Regions from separate parts of the Mus musculus genome. Here region 2 is linked to region 1. The links are chromatin contacts, called in public HiCAR-type maps. All regions are on one chromosome and are shown on one strand. Each heading gives the region's core, a stretch centred on a gene start, on an enhancer-like site or on the middle of the called end of the contact. The rest is flanking DNA. Distances are from core to core; before and after follow the strand shown.

Evidence for each region. HiCAR-type assays count read pairs that join an accessible place to other places.
Region 2: a contact with region 1 is called in a HiCAR-type map of fibro-adipogenic progenitors, with 4 times the contacts expected there. The contact joins two enhancer-like sites. A contact is called at or near these places in 1 of 15 datasets of contacts at CTCF or cohesin (the NIH/3T3 cell line), 1 of 484 Hi-C or Micro-C datasets (bone marrow-derived macrophages) and 2 of 115 datasets of contacts at active chromatin or transcription factors (bone marrow-derived dendritic cells and fibro-adipogenic progenitors).

What each region holds. Positions count from the first base shown.
Region 1 is chr17:75,024,846-75,029,749 of GRCm38.p6, forward strand. The region is part of intron 2 of Ltbp1 (latent transforming growth factor beta binding protein 1); the gene reads left to right. Among named protein-coding and RNA genes, the nearest start is that of Ltbp1, 22 kb to the left of the region's middle. Within about 2 kb of position 2,681, at least 14 of the 459 cell types and tissues checked have an H3K27ac peak or open chromatin away from gene starts, as enhancers often do. A contact at or near this core is called in fibro-adipogenic progenitors, where this site is marked.
Region 2 is chr17:75,342,605-75,347,508 of GRCm38.p6, forward strand. All of the region lies in intron 24 of Ltbp1 (latent transforming growth factor beta binding protein 1), which reads left to right. Among named protein-coding and RNA genes, the nearest start is that of Rasgrp3, 91 kb to the right of the region's middle. Within about 2 kb of position 2,682, at least 37 of the 459 cell types and tissues checked have an H3K27ac peak or open chromatin away from gene starts, as enhancers often do. A contact at or near this core is called in fibro-adipogenic progenitors, where this site is marked.

The DNA.
Region 1 (4,904 bases), core at 1,431-3,930:
ACTCACTGAGCCATCTTGCTGGCACTTTTTAAAACATTTTTTACTTTGACTTTTATTTGGTTTGCTTTAGTTTTGTTGAACCAGGGTCTTGTGTAGCCCAGGTTGTATCTGCTTTGTTATTTCCTGGATGTCTTGGGTTTCAATTCCTGATGCTCCTGCTTCAGATTTTTAGATTTTTCAGGCTCTGGACATACTTGACTTGAGATGGAAAGGTTATATTTTAAGAACAAAAATGACAAATTTACAGACTTCTAAAGAATCCTTGATGCAGAGGTGGCTTACAGCTTTAATGCCAGCATTTGAGAGGCAGAGGAAGGTGAATTTCTGACATTTAGACTAGCCTGGTGAGTTCCAGGGCAGCCAGGTGTGGGTCTCCCTTCTTCTTGGAGAGTCACTGGCCAGTGGACCATGAGGGTGGAGGGAACAGACGCATCAAGCAGGGATCAGACAGCTGTGAGTACCGTGGAAGGGCTTCTGGAGACAGCTTCAGTGAGACAGCGCTCTTTGTTGTCCCAGGAGTAGGTAGGGTATATGAGAACTCTTAGGGGTGTGGATGGAACGGGTTGATTGGTTATAACGAAGTACCTAATTATCACTAGGGTGGGGAGCCAGACAGAGCAGGGCTTGCGTGTGGAGTTGTGCAGAGTTTGCAGAGAGCTCTGCACAGGGGCTTCAGATAAAACTTCTATGCTCTATTCCAGACAGGGTCAGGACGAGAAAGGGAATCCTCCAGTTTGCACTGAGCTCGGAGAGAGCTCTCCCAACTTGGTGGACTGTGACCCTAACAGCAGGGTTCTCCAACAGCTAAGGAAAAACAACACAGAGAAAACCTGCCTTGACACCCCTCCTTCCCAAAAAAACACCAACAAAAAAAAGAGATGATTTAGATTTGATTGTTAAGAATTTGGGGGGATCATTACGGAACCCTATCCAAGGATCGTCCTCCTCTTTAACACAGAATCTAGGTCAGAGCATTGGATCACAGATTGGCAAAAGAGCCCTGAAGAATTTTCTGAGACATTTGATTTAGGTCTCTCTCTCTCTCTCTCTCTCTCTCTCTCTCTCTCTTTTTTATTCTCAGGGGGTACATTTGGGATTATGAAGGAATTTCCATATGTTTTTAATGAGTTTAACTTCTCAGGCCATTCCACAGAGGTCTCCAGCGAGGATGCCACTTACAGAGAGCATACGCTGTGAGGTGTGCCATAGAGAGAGAGGGGGTGGCTCTGTGCACAGCTCAGAGTCCTGGTGTTTGTCAGCCGAGAGAGGCAGCACCACTTAATACTTCACGTCTTCTGGGATGGTTAAGCCAATCAAAATTCCAGCACGAAGGAGGAAGAGTTCCCCCCTACGCCCCCATTGTAGGAGCTACTACCAATTGATGGCCGCTGAGGATGAGAGATCACCCTTCTTTGGTGGTAGGTTGCTCGTACAAGATCACCCTTCTTTGGTGGTAGGTTGCTCGTACCACACCGTGCACATATGGGCAGAGCTAACTGGATTCAACTGTTAATGTTAATAGCAATATGACTAAGGACGTGAAGTTGGGTGGGAGACAGGGTAAGGGCATAAGGAGAAGCTGGACGGAGATAGTGGTGGCCAAATATGATCAGTACATGCTGTACACATGCACACAACCTTCAAACAAAAAAATATTATTTAAAAAAATGGGAGGCACTTTTAGTGTGTGTGTGCCTTCAGCCGGATTCACCTGGGTGGGGAAAGGTTGTCTTTTTGGTACCAGTGCCAATGACAGTAACTATTCTGCTGTCCCGCCTTCTAGTGGTTTTTGGCTGAGTCATTCTCTTTCCGTGTCCCACCTGACCATCCTCTTCCTCCCCTTCTCTACTCTGAATAAACGTTGGGATTCTTTTCATTTTTTCTTCTGACATTCGCCATTGCTCAGCTTGGTTGTAGTGAGGTTTCGTAGGTGGTTTTCCAGAACAGGAAAGTAATCCAGCACATTCAAGCTCAGCCACACCAGATGGGTCAGAGTAAGACAGCTCTGTCTCTCGGAACTCCTGCCCTAATTCAGTGGAACAACAGAGTGAGGAGACGAGCAAGACTCTCTGAGGTCTCTGGACTCTACCTTTCTCTATAAAAAGTCTGGCAAAATTCTATACGTGTTTCCTCTAGGGTGGGATCATAACACGGGAGATACACTTTCAAATTTCTTGATAGAAAAGCGCTATAGAAGGCTGGATATGGTGATTCCCACCTGCAGTCCCAGTTTCCTGGAAGATCTGAAGTCCTAAGGTCCATCCTGGGCTACAGAGTGAGACCCTGTACCAGGAAAAAAGTACTATCTAGATATTGGTTATAAGTGGTCTTACATTTTGGATAAGTTGTTCTGTTTTGTTAAACTAGCATGGATATAATTATTGCTATTATGTGGAAAGGCTCAATTGTTATCATCTGGAATGCAGAAGGTCTCCTGTGTTTGGACAAGTGGTGTACTTGACAGAACTCTGTTGTCTGGTGGCCTGTTACAGAGTGGTCTCCTGAAACATGATGTCATAGACTCAGCCCTAACTGTGCCAGGCCCTATGCTGAGCTAGCTGCTCCACCAGGGTTTCGGTGGATCTCCACGTTTTATGGATGCACGAACCCAAGGCAGGGTTCAGACTCAGAGCCAGCCTGTTTTCATCTTCCTGTCTCCCAGGATCTGTGCAGACTACAGATGGTGTTTGTCCTGGTTGGAGCTCAGCTGCCATGCCTGGCGAGATTTCTGTGGGAAAATGAGCCTCAGATTGTCACTGGGGATTCCAGTGGGGGCGGGGGGAGTGTAGGATCTTCCCACCCTCCTGGGGTTGAGCAATACTGATTTGGTTAACCAAGCAAGCATCTGTGGCTGTCTTCACCAACATCCAGGACTTTCTCTAGGAGCTTGCATTCTTCTTTGGGGTTAAATACCTCAAGGTCCCCGTCTTTCTCTCAAGGTTCCAGGTCCCTACTGGAGCAGGTTGTAGACATATGGATGCAGACGCACAGGGATGGCTGGATTCCGTGTGGCTTTCCAGGGCACACCAGGAGTGTCATTTACGTCTTTTTCCCCAATTGCTTTCCTTTATTTTCTGGAAACTAGGGAAGAGGTTTGTACTCTCTGTTCTTTTTGTACTTTTAGCCTGTCTGGCCTCTGATGGCCTCTTCTTTCCCAAGCATCTATCTCTAGCTTTTTCTGCCAAGAAGGGATGACATGCTAATTCCTGGCTTTCTGAGAGTCTTTTCATCTATCCCTTTAAGCAAGTCAAGTGCAAAACGTGTCCTTCAAGTGTGCCCCGCGCTTGGTGCATGACTGGTATTCAGCTGGTGTTCTTTTTGAATGAATGAGTTTCTCATCTTGTCTTCTGAGCCTGTTGAGTTCATTAGGTTTGCATTTTGTACCTTTTTTTTTTTTTTTTGTGGTCTGGGTATTAAAAGTCCCCTGTAGGCTCGTTTGTTTGAGTTCTTGATTCTCCAGCAGGCAGTACTGTTTGCAGAGGTTATAGGACCTTTAGGAAGTAAACCTTAAGGTGTCGGTTGCTGGGGGTGGGCCTTGAAATGTATAGCCTGGACCCACTCTTTCTGCTTCCTTATCTGTCCAGATGTGCCCAGCAGCCTCGTACTCCTGCTGCCACACTTTATTTGACATGATAGACTCTCTCACTGTGAGCCAGAGCTGCCTTTCATCAGCCAGTTGACTGTAGCAACATCTCATAGATACACCTTATACATATGGATAATTGAATTCGATTTGCATATATTCTGTGAGGGAATCGAGACTCAGCTCTCAGGGTAGAGAATCAGACTGATGCCTTTAGGGTGCTCTTGGGGAGGGAATGGGTTGGTGGAAGCCTAGTGCAGAGGGAGTCCAGACTCAGGGAGAGGGGACTAGATAACAGCATTTGGTGATGGGAGGGGAAGGTCTTACATGGGAGGGATGTAGGATGGACAGACTATTGTTGGCTATGTTTGAGTCAATGCAGGACAAAAGCTGCCATCCCTCACTCTTCCTGCAGCCAGGGTGATGTGTATCTGCTGGGGGTATAGATTGAGGAGGAGGGGTTCTTGACTGAAGGTAGTTTGAAGGAGTCTAGCAAAAAGAGAAGAAAGGGATGAAACGTGAGAATGTCGGTAGAAAGGAGAGAAGGAAGGAAGTTCCTCACTGTCTGTGGTCCAGGGTCAGGGTCGCTGTCCTTGCTATCATTCCCAATCGAGTCACATCAGTTGGAGCCTGCCTGTTAGCATGCTGGGCCAAGGGATTGAGGTTTTTTTTTTGTTTTTGTTTTTGTTTTTTTTGTTTTTTTTTTTAACAAGCAGTAATATATTGGAGCACTCTTTAAAATTTTTCACAATAATAAAATTCACATTGTTAAGAATCATTCAGCAACCATGAAATTTACACAAATGATTTAAACATACAGTATTACCTTGCATTTTCACCTCAATTTTTGAAATGTGTATTTGTTTATGCTTCACAGTTGCTCTGCCTCCATGTCCTGTGGAACTTGGCTCTTTGATCCTTTATATCTTTAAACTCCCACAGTTTACAACTTAGTGATGCTCTTGTTCCAAGGATAACCAGGGTTCTTCTTGCCCTGCAAATCTGAGTTCTAAGTAGGACAAACAGTAGCATTGCTTGATCAAATGTGTGAACAAATGACATACATTTTAAGATGCTTATATGCGACTGGCAGTGTACTTAGAAATAATTGTGACTAACACTAACCTTTCTGTAATAGATGATAGCATATTATTCACCATCTCCCACAACTTGAATAATAGAAACCCACTGGCACCCATATACATTTGTTAATTGACAAATAAGTTCATGATGTGCTTAAGCCATGTCTGCTATTATTTCCCATTATGCTTGGGGAGCATTAAACATATTTCAAAATGGGGATTGAGGATTTTTATAGTTT
Region 2 (4,904 bases), core at 1,432-3,931, 320 kb after region 1:
GGTCTGCAGTTCTCCTCAGCAGAGCTCTGTGTCTCTTTAGTACGAGGCTCTTTTATATGTCTGTTTCCTAAAATCCTGGAACCAAATATTAAACCGATTGCAGGTGATCAGAAAGATCTCAGCTGAAAGAGTGGGTCATTTCCTTCTGATGAAAAGCTAGGAGAACATTCACACCAGAGAGCAGCCTGTGTCTTCCTGAGGCAAACACACCATCAGAGCCTGGTATGTGTTTTTCCAGAAGTCTCTTTGATAAACATCTTTGGAATCTATGGTGCTCTGGTTTCTATATCTCAGAATGATGGTGCCTCTTATGTTGGGCTCTTTTTAAGGACAAGAGGTTCTTCTAAAACTACAAGTCAACAAGGGAAGCCAGTGAGTAACTGTCAGCCTGGTCTTATTTCTGTCTTTGAAGTAAACATGCTCCATGATGCTTGGTGGCTCACAGTGTGGTTCTGGTCATCACATAGAAGTAATATTTTATAAGCATCCCTAGAAGAGGCAAGCCCAGATGTGGAACAGAACCTTCAGTATGGATTTAGAAGGTGATCCTCAACAAGGACCAGCCACTCGCCATCTCTTCCACTTACTGTCTTTGTCACTTGACAGAAGTTGCTTTCCTCCCCAGGCCTCAGTTTCCTGGCTCTTACAATGTGGACAATGTAGATAAAACTGAAATTGCCTTTAAGTCAGGGTGAACAATATAATTCGTGTTAAAATGTCCTGCTGGCAAGTAGGCTTCTCTTGCCCAACATTGCAATCACTGTGGAAATTTTGTAAACAGCCAAGTACCACAAATAGCACTCCCATTACTACCACTGTCCTTGCTAGAGTCCCATCCTTGTCACCTGCCTTGATAGAGCATCCAGACACAGAAGAGTGAGTGGCTCATCTGTGAGACGTTCTTCCTAGTTGATAGATGAGTCTCACTTGGAAGTAGGGAGGAGAAAAATCTACAAAGCACAGATGTTCAGAGCCTGAGGAAACAAGGATTTCTTCTTCATGATTGAAAACAAAACAAAATGGAAGAATTTGTCTGAAAGAATACCAAACCACTTTCCTAACGAAATAGACATAAGTGCATCTTGTGATCACCTCTTGTGATGCACATAGGCTTTTCTGAATGTGACACCTAGTAGGACCATTTACTTTTGTTATGACTTTCACTGTCAAGGTCTTTAAAGACAGTTTTAATTTCTTTTTTTTCCATTTTTTATTAGGTATTTAGCTCATTTACATTTCCAATGCTATATCAAAAGTCCCCCATACCCCCCTACTCCCCTACCCACCCACTCCCCCTTTTTGGCCCTGGCATTCCCCTGTACTGGGGCATATAAAGTTTGCAAGTCCAATGGGCCTCTCTTTGCAGTGATGGCCTACTAGGCCATCTTTTGATACATATGCAGCTAGAGACAAGAGCTCCAGGGTACTGCTTAGTTCATATTGTTGTTCCACCTATAGGGTTGCAGTTCCCTTTAGTTCCTTGGGTGCTTTCTCTAGTTCCTCCATTGGGGGCCCTGTGGTCCATTCAATAGCTGACTGTGAGCATCCACTTCTGTGTTTGCTAGGCCCTGGCAATTTAATTTCTTTGTCTGTATATAAGCTGCCCTACCCATTCTATTTAGAAAATCACATTGAGTCTTCCATTGTTTCCTCCCCTGATTTCATTGTTCATGTTACCAAAGTGAGCGGGTAAAGAATGGGTGACCTTTAGTGAGTGTTATGCAGGAAGGAAGGGACATTGGAGTTCTGTTTTACCATAGAAGGTTTTGGGAAATTTTTGGGGCAGTAAAGAGAATATATTCATTGTAAAACTTGCAAATGTACAAAACAGGTTAACCTGACAAATGTGGACTTGTCAGCCATTGACACTGTCACAGCTTCCATACAGGCGCTGTCAGTTCCAGGCATCCTGAGCTGTGTTCCACTTATCCTTCTAATATTTGGAGGGTTCTTTTTTTTGCGGGGGAGGTCAGTTTACTTACTCACTGGCTTGTAGGTATCGTTAAATCTTGACTTTGTTTACATTGAAACATCAGTATTTGCTGTTCCGTTTTTTTTTTTTTCAGTAAAAATATATGAAGAGCAGAGCAATATAAGAAATTAGCAGTTCTTGTGAAAACATGCTTCATACGTGTGGGTTGAGGACCGAGCAATTACTGACAGCAACTCCAACAGATGACTAGCTTTGGGGATAGTATTACTAGTGATAATTTCTAGCATGACCCTTACTGGATCAATAAAACTGATGTAGAAATGTTGATATCAGGCAAAGAAAAATATGATATTTAGAGACCTCAAAAATTAGTCTCAGGTTTCAGAGTCAACCTTGACAAAACAGGATGATGTTTTCCACCTATCCAGATAGATGAGGGGAAAGTAGATCTGAGATCTCACAATATCAAGAAAGTGAAATATTTGTATGTAGGCCATTAAAGAATTGAAACAAAGAGCTGAGGGTCTAGCGTAATAGGAGAGCTCTGGTTTGGCCCTTCTGAGAAGCGAAACCAGCGCTGTACTTCAGTGAAGCCATTACCTCACCTCACTGTTGAAAACAAGAAACTGCAGAGCCGCATTATATCATTTTTATAAAATATTAATTGTTGAACAGCTAGTCTCCAGCAGGCACTTCACATTCCCTTTGCCTATTCATTCCGATCCAAAACATTACTCATCTAAACTTGCTTGGTGAGTCATTGTTACAGTAAACTGAGTCTGCAAGACGCCCAGTAATTCATAGCCAGCTGGGGGCTTGTTCACCTTCAGGCTAGTTATTCAGTTCCTGTGCTGGTGAACAGTAATAAAGGGCCATCATCTGCTGGAATGGCATGAAATTAATAACAAGGAAAGCAAGATAATCTAATTTTAAGAATCTGGATTGAGAATCCAATGGATTTCACACAGCTGAATTCACTCTTTTCCTCTCCTTTTAGTAGAGAAATAAGTTGCTGGTGAGGGTGTGTTGAAGGTTCCCCAACCCTTCAAGCCTAATACAGGCACAGGAAAAAGAGGAGTAGCCTGGTATCTGTCTGGGAGGTGCCATGATGGAGGTGCCCCCTTAGGCTGACTCTGGAAGGATCAGCATGAATTTCTGAGAAAAAAATAGGAGTGGAAGAGCCAATCAAGCAAAGAGTTTATACCATTCTAAGGTCAGGGAGCCCTTATACAAGGTCATCTACAGGGATGGAGTTCAAATTGAGAAGGTTTTCTGAGAACTGCTATCACACAGGTAGCCAGGAGCCCGATGAAGGAAGCCTTGTGCTCTAGCAAGAAGAAGATGGCGAACACTTTGAGCAAGGGAGTGGCATGCATGGGTTAACATTTACAAAGAGCACCTCAGCAATAGTTAGGTAAAGAGTGGATTAGAGGGAGGCAAGACTGGAGATACGGAAGCCAGCTAGAATACAGGGAATATTGAGAAAGATCAAAGGGTGGCTTAGGACAGCAGAGGGAGTTGCAGAAGGGAAGGGCTGGCATTAAGATTCCTGGTACGGGTGTCTAGTTGGAAGTGCTGAAGAAGGGTGTGTAGGAGAAATGGAGCTGATATGCGGAGGGCAGTGATAGCAAGTTCATGTGTTACTGCTGGGTCTATTTGGTCTTAGATAAATGTTTCACCAGGACTGAGCTAAAGCTTTGAGAGAGTCTGAGAATCCATCAGCATGGAAGTGCTAACTGAAGAATTGCTCAGCTTCCAGACCCCCAAAAAGGCTGCAGTGCAAAGAACAACATTATCTCTTTGACAGATGCCCACTTTAGAAAGTCCAGAGTTAGCAGTGGCCTCTGTCAAGTCAGTAACAGGATAGAACCCTTCCTCCCTGTTACAATCTGTAAACTTGCTATAATCCCAGCTTCCTGCGGGCATTCAGAGCAGCCCAATCAACTTGCCACATTAGATGCCATGAGGAAGAGCTGCTGGCTTTGATGTGAAATAATTGCACTGAGTTTTCGGTTCAATTCAGGAAGGCAAGGTAGGTGAAAAGGAGGAATGGAAAGGAGAAAATTCTCGTCCCCGTCAGGAAGAGGGTTTATGTTCTGTTTAAATCAAGCTGCTAGGCTGGACTAAGACAGTGGCAGAAAAATCAAGTGAAAATAATTAAGAATAAGAAGTGTACTTGGAAGAAGGATTGTGGTGAAAGATGAAGCCTTATCATTCACCTCCAAGGACTGAGAGTCTATGGGGAGCAGATTGGGGAAAGCTGGCCTGCCGCAGTTCCCAGGAATCCTGAGCTCCGGCAGATGTTCATCTGCAGTCCATGGATGGTGGACCAAGAGAAACACTCTTGAGCATGGCAAGGTGCTCCTGGTATGTGTGTTCACCAGACTTGGAGGTCAGTGGGGGCTGACTAGTGGATCAGATGCTAGGGGTGCCTCTTTTAGCAGCTGTGTTTCAGTGGGGCAAAGATAGAGAAAATGTGTCATTGGGCATGAAAAGGGGTAATGTTGGTGAATGTTGACCCTTATCGGGTACTTTGAACATTTTATGTTCCCATGTTAGTACTTTGTGCATGTTTTGTGGAATCCTCACAGTAATTGTTGGAGCCCCATAGCTAGACATCTGTTGTAACTATAACTAAGACATTTTATAAGACCATGTTAATTCATGTGAGAGAAGCATAAGGCCACTGTCTATGAGTTCTCATGCAGATAATGCTGTCATTTAACTGGCATTTTAGATCTTGAGACGATGTAACCCGGTGGCACATAATTTTCCCCATGAGGAACTGGGGCAGCCTGGCTCATCAGATTCTCTCTTAGACTAAGTCGTAATTATTAACAGGGTTGAGTAAACCGTTGTTTCTTCCGTCCTACAGCTGCACAGTTGGAGCTCCTTTTTAGCATTTACCATATCCCCAAAAAAGTGGCACATGAACTGCATTGAGGGGGCTGGAGAGATAGCTCAGTGGTTA